4 separate regions of the Mus musculus genome follow, and regions 1, 2 and 3 are each linked to region 4. Evidence: chromatin contacts called from public HiChIP or PLAC-seq and promoter capture Hi-C data. All regions are on one chromosome and are shown on one strand. The core of a region is the stretch at or near the end of the contact, and the rest is flanking DNA. Distances in the headings are between cores, read along the strand shown.

The links. Promoter capture Hi-C pulls out the DNA fragments that hold promoters and counts their contacts. HiChIP or PLAC-seq counts read pairs in DNA pulled down with a chosen protein or histone mark. Capture Hi-C pulls out chosen DNA fragments and counts their contacts.
Region 1: a contact with region 4 is called in a promoter capture Hi-C map of liver. The contact joins the promoter of Syp here to the promoter of Otud5 in region 4. A contact is called at or near these places in 5 of 39 promoter capture datasets (cranial neural crest, frontonasal cranial neural crest, maxillary cranial neural crest and 2 more), 1 of 484 Hi-C or Micro-C datasets (uterus), 1 of 115 datasets of contacts at active chromatin or transcription factors (microglia) and 3 of 9 other capture datasets (adipose tissue, liver and pancreatic islet).
Region 2: an H3K4me3 HiChIP or PLAC-seq map of embryonic stem cells shows a contact between it and region 4, with 9 read pairs. The contact joins the enhancer-like site here to the promoter of Otud5 in region 4. A contact is called at or near these places in 5 of 39 promoter capture datasets (the C10 cell line, the HPC-7 cell line, cranial neural crest and 2 more), 3 of 115 datasets of contacts at active chromatin or transcription factors (the SCID.adh cell line, embryonic stem cells and large pre-B cells) and 2 of 9 other capture datasets (liver and pancreatic islet).
Region 3: a contact with region 4 is called in a promoter capture Hi-C map of erythroid cells, with 5 times the contacts expected there. The contact joins the promoter of Ccdc22 here to the promoter of Otud5 in region 4. A contact is called at or near these places in 8 of 39 promoter capture datasets (3T3-L1-derived adipocytes, the SN4741 cell line, embryonic stem cells and 5 more) and 1 of 484 Hi-C or Micro-C datasets (LSK cells).

The regions. Positions count from the first base shown.
Region 1 is chrX:7,637,201-7,640,051 of GRCm38.p6, forward strand. It overlaps Syp (synaptophysin), which reads left to right and starts at 1,380. Exons shown (of 7, transcript NM_009305.2): 1 at 1,380-1,528; 2 at 2,658-2,723. The coding sequence starts at 1,493.
Region 2 is chrX:8,049,644-8,052,343 of GRCm38.p6, forward strand. No RefSeq gene overlaps it. Among named protein-coding and RNA genes, the nearest start is that of Suv39h1, 24 kb to the right of the region's middle. Within about 2 kb of position 1,293, at least 8 of the 459 cell types and tissues checked have an H3K27ac peak or open chromatin away from gene starts, as enhancers often do. A contact at or near this core is called in embryonic stem cells, where this site is marked.
Region 3 is chrX:7,603,973-7,606,672 of GRCm38.p6, forward strand. It overlaps Ccdc22 (coiled-coil domain containing 22), which reads right to left and starts at 1,448. Exons shown (of 17, transcript NM_138603.3): 1 at 1,272-1,448; 2 at 188-365. The coding sequence starts at 1,321.
Region 4 is chrX:7,840,464-7,843,298 of GRCm38.p6, forward strand. It overlaps Otud5 (OTU domain containing 5), which reads left to right and starts at 1,368. Exons shown (of 9, transcript NM_138604.3): 1 at 1,368-2,247. The coding sequence starts at 1,654.

The DNA.
Region 1 (2,851 bases), core at 130-2,629, 200 kb before region 4:
TACACACAGTAAATAATTAAATGTTAAGAAAAGTATAAAAGCCAGAGCTAGCCGGGCAGTGGTGGCGCACACCTTTAGTCCCAGCACTTGGAGGCAGAAGCAGGCAGATCTCTATGAGTCCGAGATCTACAGAGTGAATTCCAGGACATCCAAGGCTACTGAGACAAACCCTGTCTCAGAGAAAAAAAAAAGCCAGAGCTCACATGATGCAGAGATAACATGCCAGCACCTGGGCAGGGGAGGAAAAAGGATAAGCTGAGGATAAGGTCATCCTCAGCTGCCTGGGAAAGGCATGGCCAGCCTCAGGCTAAGTGAAATCCTATCTCAAATATACAGCCGGGCAATGGTGGCCCACGCCTTTAGTCCCAGCACTTGGGAGGCAGAGGCAGGCGGATTTCTGAGTTCGAGGCCAGCCTGGGCTACCAAGTAAGTTCCAGGACAGCCAGGGATACACAGAAAAAAACCGGCCTCAAAAAAAAAAAAGAAAGAAACAAACAAACAAACAAATAAATGGTATCCAGTCAAATGTTTCCAAATTCAAGCAACAGAAGGGTATAAAATGGTGATTTTAATCTCAACTATATTTTTTCCCTTGCATTTTGTAACATGGCAATCATCACTGAGGGTGCTGGGCCTAGTTTTAGTATCATGAAAGAAGGTAAGTAGTCTGTTAAGAGACAGCAGAACCCACACAGTGAGATGAGAGAACCTATCTGGCAGGTAGTCCTCTCCTCACACTTATACAGGATTGCCCCTCCCCTTCCCTCCGTCCCTCTCTCTATGCTAAATAAATGTATTGTTAAAAGAAAGGGAGCTATCACACAATAAATACATGGATTTTTAAAAGAGGGCCAAGGAATAAACAGAAGGTAAACTATATAGTCGGCTATAATTTGACCAAGAAGAAGAGAAAAAAAATGAGATGGTTAGAGTTTGGATGTGCTTAAAATGCAGGTTTTCCAAAAGGAACCCTCTAGACCTTGAACTGTCTTTAAACTGTGGAGACGTTTAAACTGCAAGGACTCTGAACACTGCCATTACCTAGCTGTGTGACCTTGTGCAAGTCACTTAATCTCTCTGGAGACTCATTTTCCTCATCTGTAAAAACAGGACTAATAGTCACTGCTACATAGGGATTAAATGAGAGAACACACTTAACAAACAGGACTCAGGTTGGCAAAATGTCATCCGGTAGAACTGAGCGGTCCTCTTACCACCCCCCTCCCCCAGAGCTACCTGTTTTCTAAAAGGACCCTTCGCTCAGAGACCCAGAGTCTCTAGCCTCCCGAATGGAATGGCCGCAGGCGAGTTGGGGCGGGCGAGGAGTATGGGGCGGGGGGGAGCCATGGTGCGCAGGCGCTTGCTCAAAAGATAGGCAGGGTGCAAGGGGCGTGGCTGCCGCCGACTGGGCTGTTCCGACGATCGCGCACCGCCCCCGCCGCTCCCCGCGCCCGCCCTTGCTACCAGGCACCTTCCGCCCCCCGCATTGCTGATGCTGCTGCTGGCAGACATGGACGTGGTGAATCAGGTACGCGCTCCAGCACCGTGGACAGAGCCCGGCGCTTGCAGAAATCTGGGTGGCTTTGGCCCTCGAACCCTGAGAGGTGGTGGCGAGGGGAGCAGAGATACGGTCGCTGGAGCTGGGGCTGGGGCTGGGGCTGGGGCTAGGGGTCTGCAGCAGGCAAGGGGAAAGGGGGAGGTGGAGAAAAGGAGTGCGCTCTTTGCCGCAGCGAAGGCTGTCCTCACTGCCGCAGAGGGGGCCTCCAGATGCCCCAAAAGAACTGTCGACCTGGAGGGGGAAAAGAGAGATTCGGGTCTAGGAAGAGGGCAAAGGGGTAGAGAAGGGGAGGGGATAATGAAAAATGACTCGGGGGGCTGCAGATGAGCTAGGAAATAGAGCGACAGAAGGTGTGGGGGCGGGGTGGGGGAGGGTTGGCACCCGCCCCTCCCAAAAAGAATGCACCCCGGTAGATGACGACCCTTTCACCCCCGGAGCAGATCTAGAGGAGGACGATCCAATTTTGCCTCTCCAAAAAACCCCAGACTCCTCGTTCTCAGCGCATGTCCAGTAAACCCATGCCCCCAGCTCTTTCCCACCTTAAGAGATCACCTCCGCCATCTCCCTCTTCTTCGTCACCTCAAAATCGGCTTTCTCCCTAACCGGTAGCGACCCCTCCCCATCCCCATCTCCTCAGACACAACCATCGTCATCTGACTCACCTTTACCACTGCAGACCTCTCCCCTCTGCTGTTGTGACTCACCTTCAGCACTTGGTGCCCCCTCCCCCACTCTAATGAACCCCATCTTCTTCCACTCAACCTTTTCTCCAATCTGACTCACCTTTAAGCAGTTCAGACCTTCCTTCGCTAACTAGTCTGGACCCCCATCTATTTTCTACACCCAACCTCCTCTGCCATGTGACTCATCACCTCACACTTCACCACTCCTGAGCCCTGGGGGTGGGGGGCTGCTGAGACCCTGATGTTTACTCCGTCCCCAAAGTGTCGTTTTTCTCCTCCTCACTCCCTCTCCATATGTCACCCACTCCCGGAGGGTCACATGTCCTATCCCCAGGGATCATTGCTTGGCAGCCTGGCCCCTCACTTCCATCCCTATTTCCCACACCCCTTCCCCTCCCCACTGTTTTTCTCCTCAGCTGGTGGCTGGGGGTCAGTTCCGGGTGGTCAAGGAGCCCCTTGGCTTCGTGAAGGTGCTGCAGTGGGTGAGTGTGGTCCGGGCTATAGGTGGGGGAAGTACAGGGGGAGATGGTGGTGGTGATGGGCTCCAGCAAAACAGAGGGGTGAGGCAGGAGGCGTCCTACTGAACTGGTGGGTGGAACGACAGGGGTGG
Region 2 (2,700 bases), core at 43-2,542, 210 kb after region 4:
AGGTTAAAGTGTCTGAGAACCATCATTAAAAATAAGGGTTGAGGGCTGGAGAGATGGCTCAGCAGTTAAGAACACTGACTTGAGTTCAATTCCCAGCAATCACATGGTGGCTCACGACCATTTATAGTGAGATCTATTACCCTCTTCTAGTGTGCAAGCATACATGCATACAGAACATTGTATATATAATAAATAAATATGTCTTTAAAAAAATAAGGGTTGAAGTTACAGATTTGAGAAAATGCCTCTAGAAGATCAGAGTGTAAGTAAATTGATAGGGCATTTTCTTTTTTCTTTTCTTTCTTTCTTTCTTTTTTTTTTTTTTTTTGGTTTTTTGAGACAGGGTTTCTCTGTGTAGCCCTGGCTGTCCTGGAACTCACTTTGTAGACCAGGCTGGCCTTGAACTCAGAAATCCGCCTGCCTCTGCCTCCCAAGTGCTGGGATCAAAGGCGTGCGCCACCACCACCACCACCGGCGATAGGACATTTTCTTAATTAAGAAATTAATTAATGATTAATGAGGGAGGGCTCACTGTTAGTGGGGACATTCTTCGGCTACTGGTCCTGGGTTTATAAGAAAGCAGTCTGAGCAACAGTAAGCAGTAAGGAGCAAGCTAGTAAGCAGCACCTCTCCATGGCTTCTACATCAGCTCTTGCCCAGTTTGAGTTCCTGTCCTGACTTCCTTCAATGATGAGCAGTGATGTGGAAGTGTAAGTCAAACCCTTTCCTCCCAAAGTTGCTTTTGGTCATGGTGTTTCATCAGAGTAATAGTAATTCCAACTAAGATAGACAGTATCCTAGAACTGGGGTACTCTTAGCTCCTTATGAGTATATATCCCAAAATTTTAAGTTGCTTTAATCATTCTGTGTTTTTTATCAAGATGTGGGGACTGTAATGTTGTGGGGTTTTGTTTCATGATAATGTGGTATACCATACTACTTGAAGTTTGTTAAATTTGGGGGGGACTAGGGAGTCTAGGCTCTGGGGTTCATCTCTGTGGCAATTTGAATAAAAATGGCCCCCATGTGCCCATAGGGAGTGGCACTACTAAGAGGTGTGGTTTTGTTAGAGTAGGTGTGTAGCATAGTAATTCTGGGGGCTTGTCTTCCCCACTTTTGCTCTGGAGTAAGGATGGGGTTTTAGTGCACGTGCTCTAGCCCATTTTAGCTCCTGAATAAATGACACAGGAACGTAATAAATTTATTAACAAGCTGTAGGCACTCTGCTGGGCAGATTCTCCTCTATTCTAATCCTCTGAGGCTGCCTACTTCCCAGCCACATGGCCCTTTACCCACATCGGAGGCTTTCCCCACCTTGCTCTATTCCCTGTGTCCTCATGGCTGCTCTCTCATTGCACCTCAAGGTGAGTTCAACTTGTCCCTCTTTCTCTTCTTCCTCTCTCCTTTCTCTTCCTTCCCCCCTCTTTTGGCTTGGGACCCCCAGACTGGGATGGGATGTCCTGCCCAGCTATAAGCAAAATCACCTCTTTATTAATCAATACGAGCTGTGGAAAAGAATCTTTACACATTCCTGAGACTGGAGATGCTCCAAATAGCATGACAATGCTCATCTCTGGACTGCCCGGGGAGCTCTGTGCACAGCAATCAGCATCTGAATACACAGTGCACAAACCACCACCCAATATAGGTGTGGCATCTTGGGTGAAGATGTTGCTGTAGGGGCAAGTTTTGAGGTCTCAAATGCTTTTTTTTGTTTGTTTGTTTGTTTTTGTTTTTGTTTTTGTTTTGTTTTGTTTTGTTTTTTTCGAGACAGGGTTTCTCTGTGTAGCCCTGGCTGTCCTGGAACTCACTCTGTAGACCAGGCTGGCCTCGAACTCAGAAATCCACCTGCCTCTGCCTCTCAAGTGCTGGGATTAAAGGTGTGCGCCACCACGCCCAGCAAGTGCTCAAACTTTGATAAGGTTGTAGAACTCTCCCCTCAGCTCCTCTAGTACCACATCTGCCAAACGCCGGCCACCATGCTTCCTGCCATATGGACTAAACTCTTGAAACTGTAAGTCAGCCCCAATCTTTTCCTTTATAAAAGCTCCTTTATAAAAGTTTATAAATGTGGAGGCTGGAGAGAAGGCTTAGAGGTTAAGAGCACTGATTGCTCTTCCAGAGGTCCTGAGTTTAATTCCCAGCAACCACATGGTGGCTCACAACCATCTGTAATGGGATCTGATGCCCTCTTCTGGTGTGTCTGAAGACAGCCACAGTGTAGTTCTATATCTATATAAAATAAAATCTTTTTTTTTTTTTTTTTTGGTTTCTCGAGACAGGGTTTCTCTGTATAGCCCTGGCTGTCCTGGAACTCACTCTGTAGACCAGGCTGGCCTCGTCTAAAGGCATGCGCCACCATCGCCAGCTTAAAATAAATCTTAAAAAAACAAAAGAAAACAGTCCTTTCCTTGTACCTTGCCTTTGGTGACTAGTGCTGTCCCTTTGGCCCCTGCTATTCTTGGGGTCTAACTAGAAAAACAAACCTTTGATGGTATTAAGAAGAGTATGTCTTCAGAGCTCTGCCTTGTGGAGGACTAGAGTTCTTTGGTTTTATTTGTTTGTTTTTAAGACAGGGTTTCTCTGTATAACTACCCTGGCTTTCCTGGAAGACTGGCTTTGTAGACTAGGCTGGCCTTGGGCTCGCAGAGTTCCACCTCCTGAGTGCTGAGATTAAGCCTCCACACCCGTAGAGGACTA
Region 3 (2,700 bases), core at 198-2,697, 240 kb before region 4:
AACAGTTAGGGTCACACAGAAAGCGTGAACTGAACTAGGTAGGGTCTGAACTAGTCACACAGTTTGGCTACAGAGGCAGCAGCTTTAGCTATACAAAGGGACAGAGAAGAAGGCAAGTGTCAAAGAACTTGGCGACTTTGTGAAAAAGGAAGGAAGACAGTGTGCACACTGGGAGGAGGGCACTCACCATGCAGGCCTGGGCCAGACTCATGGCCAGGCGGAAGCGGGCAGACATGGCTGGTGGTAGCAAGTGACTGAGGCCAGAGCCCACATCAGGATTAATCACTCGAAGGCATCGGACCACAGCCTCTACGACCAGCTCAGTGGTGAAAGCTCGCAGAGTCTGCACTTCTGGAGGAACTGCCCTAAAAAGGAAAGCACCAGGCTTGAGTAGTTAGGAAACAAAGTACAGACTTCTAGAGAGGGAATGCTCTAGAATCCAGGTCGGGGCAGGGAACAACCAAGGCTTCAACAGATCCTGGGTGCTGGTGACTATGACCTTTACTTAGTCCTAAGACCTCGGTGAATGAGGGTGACCTGAATTCAGAAAAGTCTCAAACTCCCCTACACTTCAAAGTTTCCAACCTCTGGGATCTGCAAAAGTGAAAATGGTCCAAGTGGCACAGTCTCCATATTTCTGGGCACCAGGACATTGTTCTTTGCATGGCAAGGCCTCCTAGATCTACGAGGTTTGGGAAAGCTACATAGGAAGAGGCTGGAGTTTTCAGAAGTCTCAAATGTCAGGGTCAATAAATAGAAATAAAAAATCGGGCATCCTAAATTTTGGCATCAAGGACTTTTAGGTCCCTCAAATAGTGCATCCTTTGTGTTCCTGTGTTACCAAGTGCTGCTACTGTCAGAATGTAGGGCCCTGGTATTTTGATAAGTCCTGGGAGTTTCAGGAGTTATTGTTCGAAGATCAAGTTGCCAGTCTCAGGAATTCTGGAGACTCTGGGTGCCAGACTCCTGTGTTATCAGTTTCCTGGTGTGGGTGTCCTGGAACCTCTAGATATCAGGATCCCAGCATATGCAGGTCTCAGTTTGTAAGGTGTCTGAGTCCTCGAGGTTTTACCCAATGTCCACATCAAAGTATTTAGGAAAGTCATGATGTTAGAGTGTAAGCAGGGAGGAGGAGGAGAGGCTTCGGAATCCTGTAAGTTTGGGCCTTTGGGTGTCAAGGTCTTCATTTTAAGGTTCCCGGGTAATGGGGGTCCTAGGATTTGGAGTCCCGGATGTGAGCAATTGGAGGCGACTGGGGGTTGCGTACTTACGTGCCCGCCTGGCGCAAGGAATGGATGAGGATTCGGTCAGCCTCCTCCATGGTGGAGTTAATTCTAACTCCGGGGCTGGGTCTAGGACCAGATCAGAGAAATTGGAGCTCTCCGCGCTGCTCTCGGCGCGGCGAGGACAGAGAGTCACGTGCCGCGCGAGGAACATTGGGAAATGTAGTTCTAAGGAGTGAGCGTTGCGCAGGCAGCGGCGCTGGAGGCGGGGTGTGAATTACGTAATGGCTCCTGGAAGTTGTAGTTCTTTCACTTGTAGTCCCATGGTCTCCTCCAAGGGAAAAAAAAAGGAAATGGGCTGGGGAGTTGAGAGACAGGACAGAGAAAAATTTTCATTTATAAGACACGTTCATCTTCCAAGCTATAAAAGTTTATACGTGTACAAAATGACTGTTCCCCCGTGTCTTGCTAGCCTCATCTGTAAAGTGAGAATTTGGATAATACCTTCTTCCTAGGGTTAAGACATAATTGCTACGACTGGGGATGTGACTCAGGATAGCCTCACAACCTGAGTTCTCTCCCTGAGATCCACATGGTGGAAGGCAGGAAATGACTTGATAAGAGTCTGAATTCCACGTGTGCACTGTGACACATTTATGCTCGTGAGCACACACAAAAGGATCATAAATAGATTTTAAATAAATAAAACAAACGTCATTGCTCGAGTAAACCTACTTAACCACCAACCACAACAAACTGAGGTCGATCCTCCCTGGGACCCAAGAGACATAAAAAGAGAATGGACTCCTACAAAATGTCCTCTGACATCTACACATGTGCAGCAGTACCACTATCATGCACACAAAATAGATGGAAAAAGCAAAGAATTACTAGACCAGGCGTAGTGGTAAACATCTGTAATCTCAGCACCTGTCCCAAGTGTAGATTGGGCTACAGAAGGAGATCACCTCCTTATGAAACCATTCCTTATTGAACAGCCTCTTTTGTCTCTACTATCCAGTAGTGCTAACATTTGTCATAATCACACATACACATCACATACTTGACTCAGTTTCTGAACTAAGCTCTCTCTCTCTCTCTCTCTCTCTCTCTCTCTCTCTCTCTCTCTCTCTCTCTTTCTCCTCTCGTTGTGCTATCCTGTCTTGCTTTGGTTTGGTTTTCAGACAACAAAATCTTGCAATGTAGCCCAGGCTGGCCTCAAAATTGTAATAATAATATTTCTTTCTCCCAAGTGCTAGGATTAAAGGCTTGTACCACCGCCCCTGACTGTATTCTATTTTTAATTACTGTAGATTTACAATGAGTCTTGATATCATATATGGCAAGCCCTCCCATCTTGTTGTCTTGTTCTTTTTCAAAATGGATTTGGCTTTTTTGTTTTTTGGTTTTGGGGTTTTTTGTTGTTGGTGGTGGTGTTTTGGTATTTTGTTTTTGTTTTTGTTTTTATTTTTTGTCA
Region 4 (2,835 bases), core at 118-2,617:
AGAGCCATGATAATACTAGTTTTGATATTGCACTTTTGTTATGTAATCTCAAAAGAGACAATGATTTGTACAAAGTCAATAGTTCATAATGATCCACGTGTGCCTAGAACTGATGTTTTCCTTATAAGGAATCAACGTCCAGGATTTTTCTGCACTACCACAGGTTCTAACTTATATAGCACTTACTGTGTACAATGCACAGAACCCGGCCATTTATTGGCTTTCATTTCTACCACATAGAAATTATTGCTGCTGGGTGGTGGTTTAATCCCAGCACTCAGGAGACAGAGGCAAGAGGATCTCTCTGAGTTGAAGCCAGCCTGGTCTACAGAGTGAGTTCCAGGACAGCCAGGGCTACACAGAGAAACCTTTTCTCGAAAAAACTAAATAAAAAAAAAAAAGAAAGAAAGAAAAGTTATCGCTAATCTATAGAGAAGTAGAAATAGAGACTAGATTGGGTGTGAACTGACTTGTTCCAAACACTCAGACATTAAGGGCCAAGATAGTATTAGCGTTTTAGCTGCTCAATATCAAGGAGTTTGCCAACACCACTGGGTGACACTAGCTGCTGACAGTCTTGTTTCGTAAATATTCTCTTTTCCTGAGTAAACTTTTGTTTTGTTTTGTTTTGGTGGTAGGGGGGGTGAAAAGCCTGTACCGAGCCTGCGCAATAGACAGACGCTAGAGGTGAACGTGAGGGTAAGAGGGCGGAGGTGACAGAGAAGGCGTGTTTTTCCGCCAAACACTATCAGTACGGTGCACGTCTGTCTATCGGTTGGCCCATCTGAAGTGATGGACAGCTTCGTGGAACTAATCACCGCAAGATTACGACTGTTGCCAGGGTGAAGTAGGACCCACCCTCTTGGGTTGGCGGATGGGAGGAACAGGAAGTGACGCCAGAGGGGACGCTGTGCTCTGGGAATGTTGATGTTTTCCAGTGAGTGTAACTGAGTTCCAGATGGAATCCTTGGAGAGCCGAGTCTTACTGTATATAGTAAGACAGACCGCTCTGTTTATGCACAGTGCCGACGCCTCTGAGCTCAAACCTCGGGGAAAGTAAAGCATAGACTGGGAGCCGAAAGGAGAAGCTGGGAAGAAGGCTGCCGACTTTGAAATTCGAGGCGGAGGACTTGAGAACGAGCGCTCAACCCGGATTGGCCAGTGGGTGTCGTCAAGGCTTTACGCGCCTCTTCAATTGGCTGGTGTCTGCAGTCGTCCCGGCGGGCGAGCCTTTTGCCCACGTACTTCCGTGCAGGGGGCGGGGCTGCGTCCTGTTGTGCATGCGCACAACCAGGAAGCCCCACCCGGTAGTTGAGGAACCTGCGGAGGGGCGGGGCGAAGCGGTGCTTGTTTTGGTTGTGTTTCCTCTGAAGCCGAATCCCGGAACCAGGTAGCAGAGAGCTCGGCCGGCCTTGGAGGGAGACAAGGCTGCGACCAATCCGTCTCCGTACCGTCCCACTGGACTTCACATCCGGGATCTCCTCCTGGGCGTGACCCGCGTCCCGTCTGCGGTCCTCGAACCGGTGTCCTGATCTCTTTATCCAGGCCTTGCTGTTCCCGTCGTGCCTCGCGCACGACCGTAGCCCCCTCATCCGGGTTCTCTCCCGGCGTTCTCCGCGTTTGCTTTGCTGTGGGGTACTTGGCGGTGCCGCCATGACTATTCTCCCCAAAAAGAAGCCGCCACCTCCCGACGCCGACCCGGCCAACGAACCGCCGCCGCCCGGGCCGCTGCCCCCGGCGCCTCGGCGCGGTGCGGGTGTAGGCGTGGGTGGCGGCGGCACGGGTGTGGGCGGAGGAGAGCGCGACCGTGACTCCGGCGTCGTGGGGGCCCGTCCCCGGGCTTCGCCGCCACCTCAGGGCCCGCTCCCGGGGCCGCCTGGTGCTCTTCATCGTTGGGCACTGGCCGTGCCGCCTGGCGCAGTCGCGGGCCCTCGGCCACAGCAGGCTTCTCCACCTCCTTGTGGGGGCCCCGGTGGCCCCGGCGGCGGTCCTGGTGACGCTCTTGGTGCGACAACTGCGGGGGTGGGCGCGGCAGGGGTGGTGGTGGGCGTGGGTGGTACCGTGGGCGTGGGCGGCTGCTGCTCGGGGCCCGGGCACAGCAAGCGGCGGCGTCAAGCTCCCGGCGTTGGCGCAGTTGGCGGGGCCAGTCCGGAACGTGAAGAGGTCGGAGCGGGCTACAACAGTGAAGACGAGTATGAAGCTGCCGCAGCGCGAATCGAGGCCATGGATCCCGCCACTGTAGAACAGGTAAGGGCTGGAAGGTGAGGGGCTGTTGGGCAGAAACAGCGAGTGAGTCTACCAGGCTGAGAAGGAGCGCAAGAAAATGTTTGAGATTGGTCCAAGAAACCCAGGTCTTGATGCTGGGCTTGACATTCTTTCCTGGTGGTGGAGGCATGGCTTCCCCCGAGGACTTGATAGGGGCTCTAAGTTAAGTAAGTTAAAGTACTCTTTTGCAGTCCTGAGATCTTCTCTAAGTGACTGGCATTGGGAATTCCCCAGGAGTCGCAGATACGATGGAGCCCTTCCTTAGAGGAAGCTCTCAGGCCTCTCTAAGGGACTTTGGTTCAGTAACTTTTTCCTTTAGGACAAGTGTGAGATTCCCTCCCGCAAAGAACTCGAATTAAGGTGGTGTCCTCAGAGAAATAGTCTAAGCATACCCAAGAAACTTAAACCCTTGATGTAGGAAGGACCTCTCTCTTTTGCTGAGTCTGCTCACCAGCCATGTGGCCTCCTCAGGAGTCCTAAGCCTGTATTTGGGGACCTAGACTTGCTTGTAGAATTGAAGGTTTAGAGTATACCCACACACCTTTTAGATAGTGATTTCCAAAGTATCCC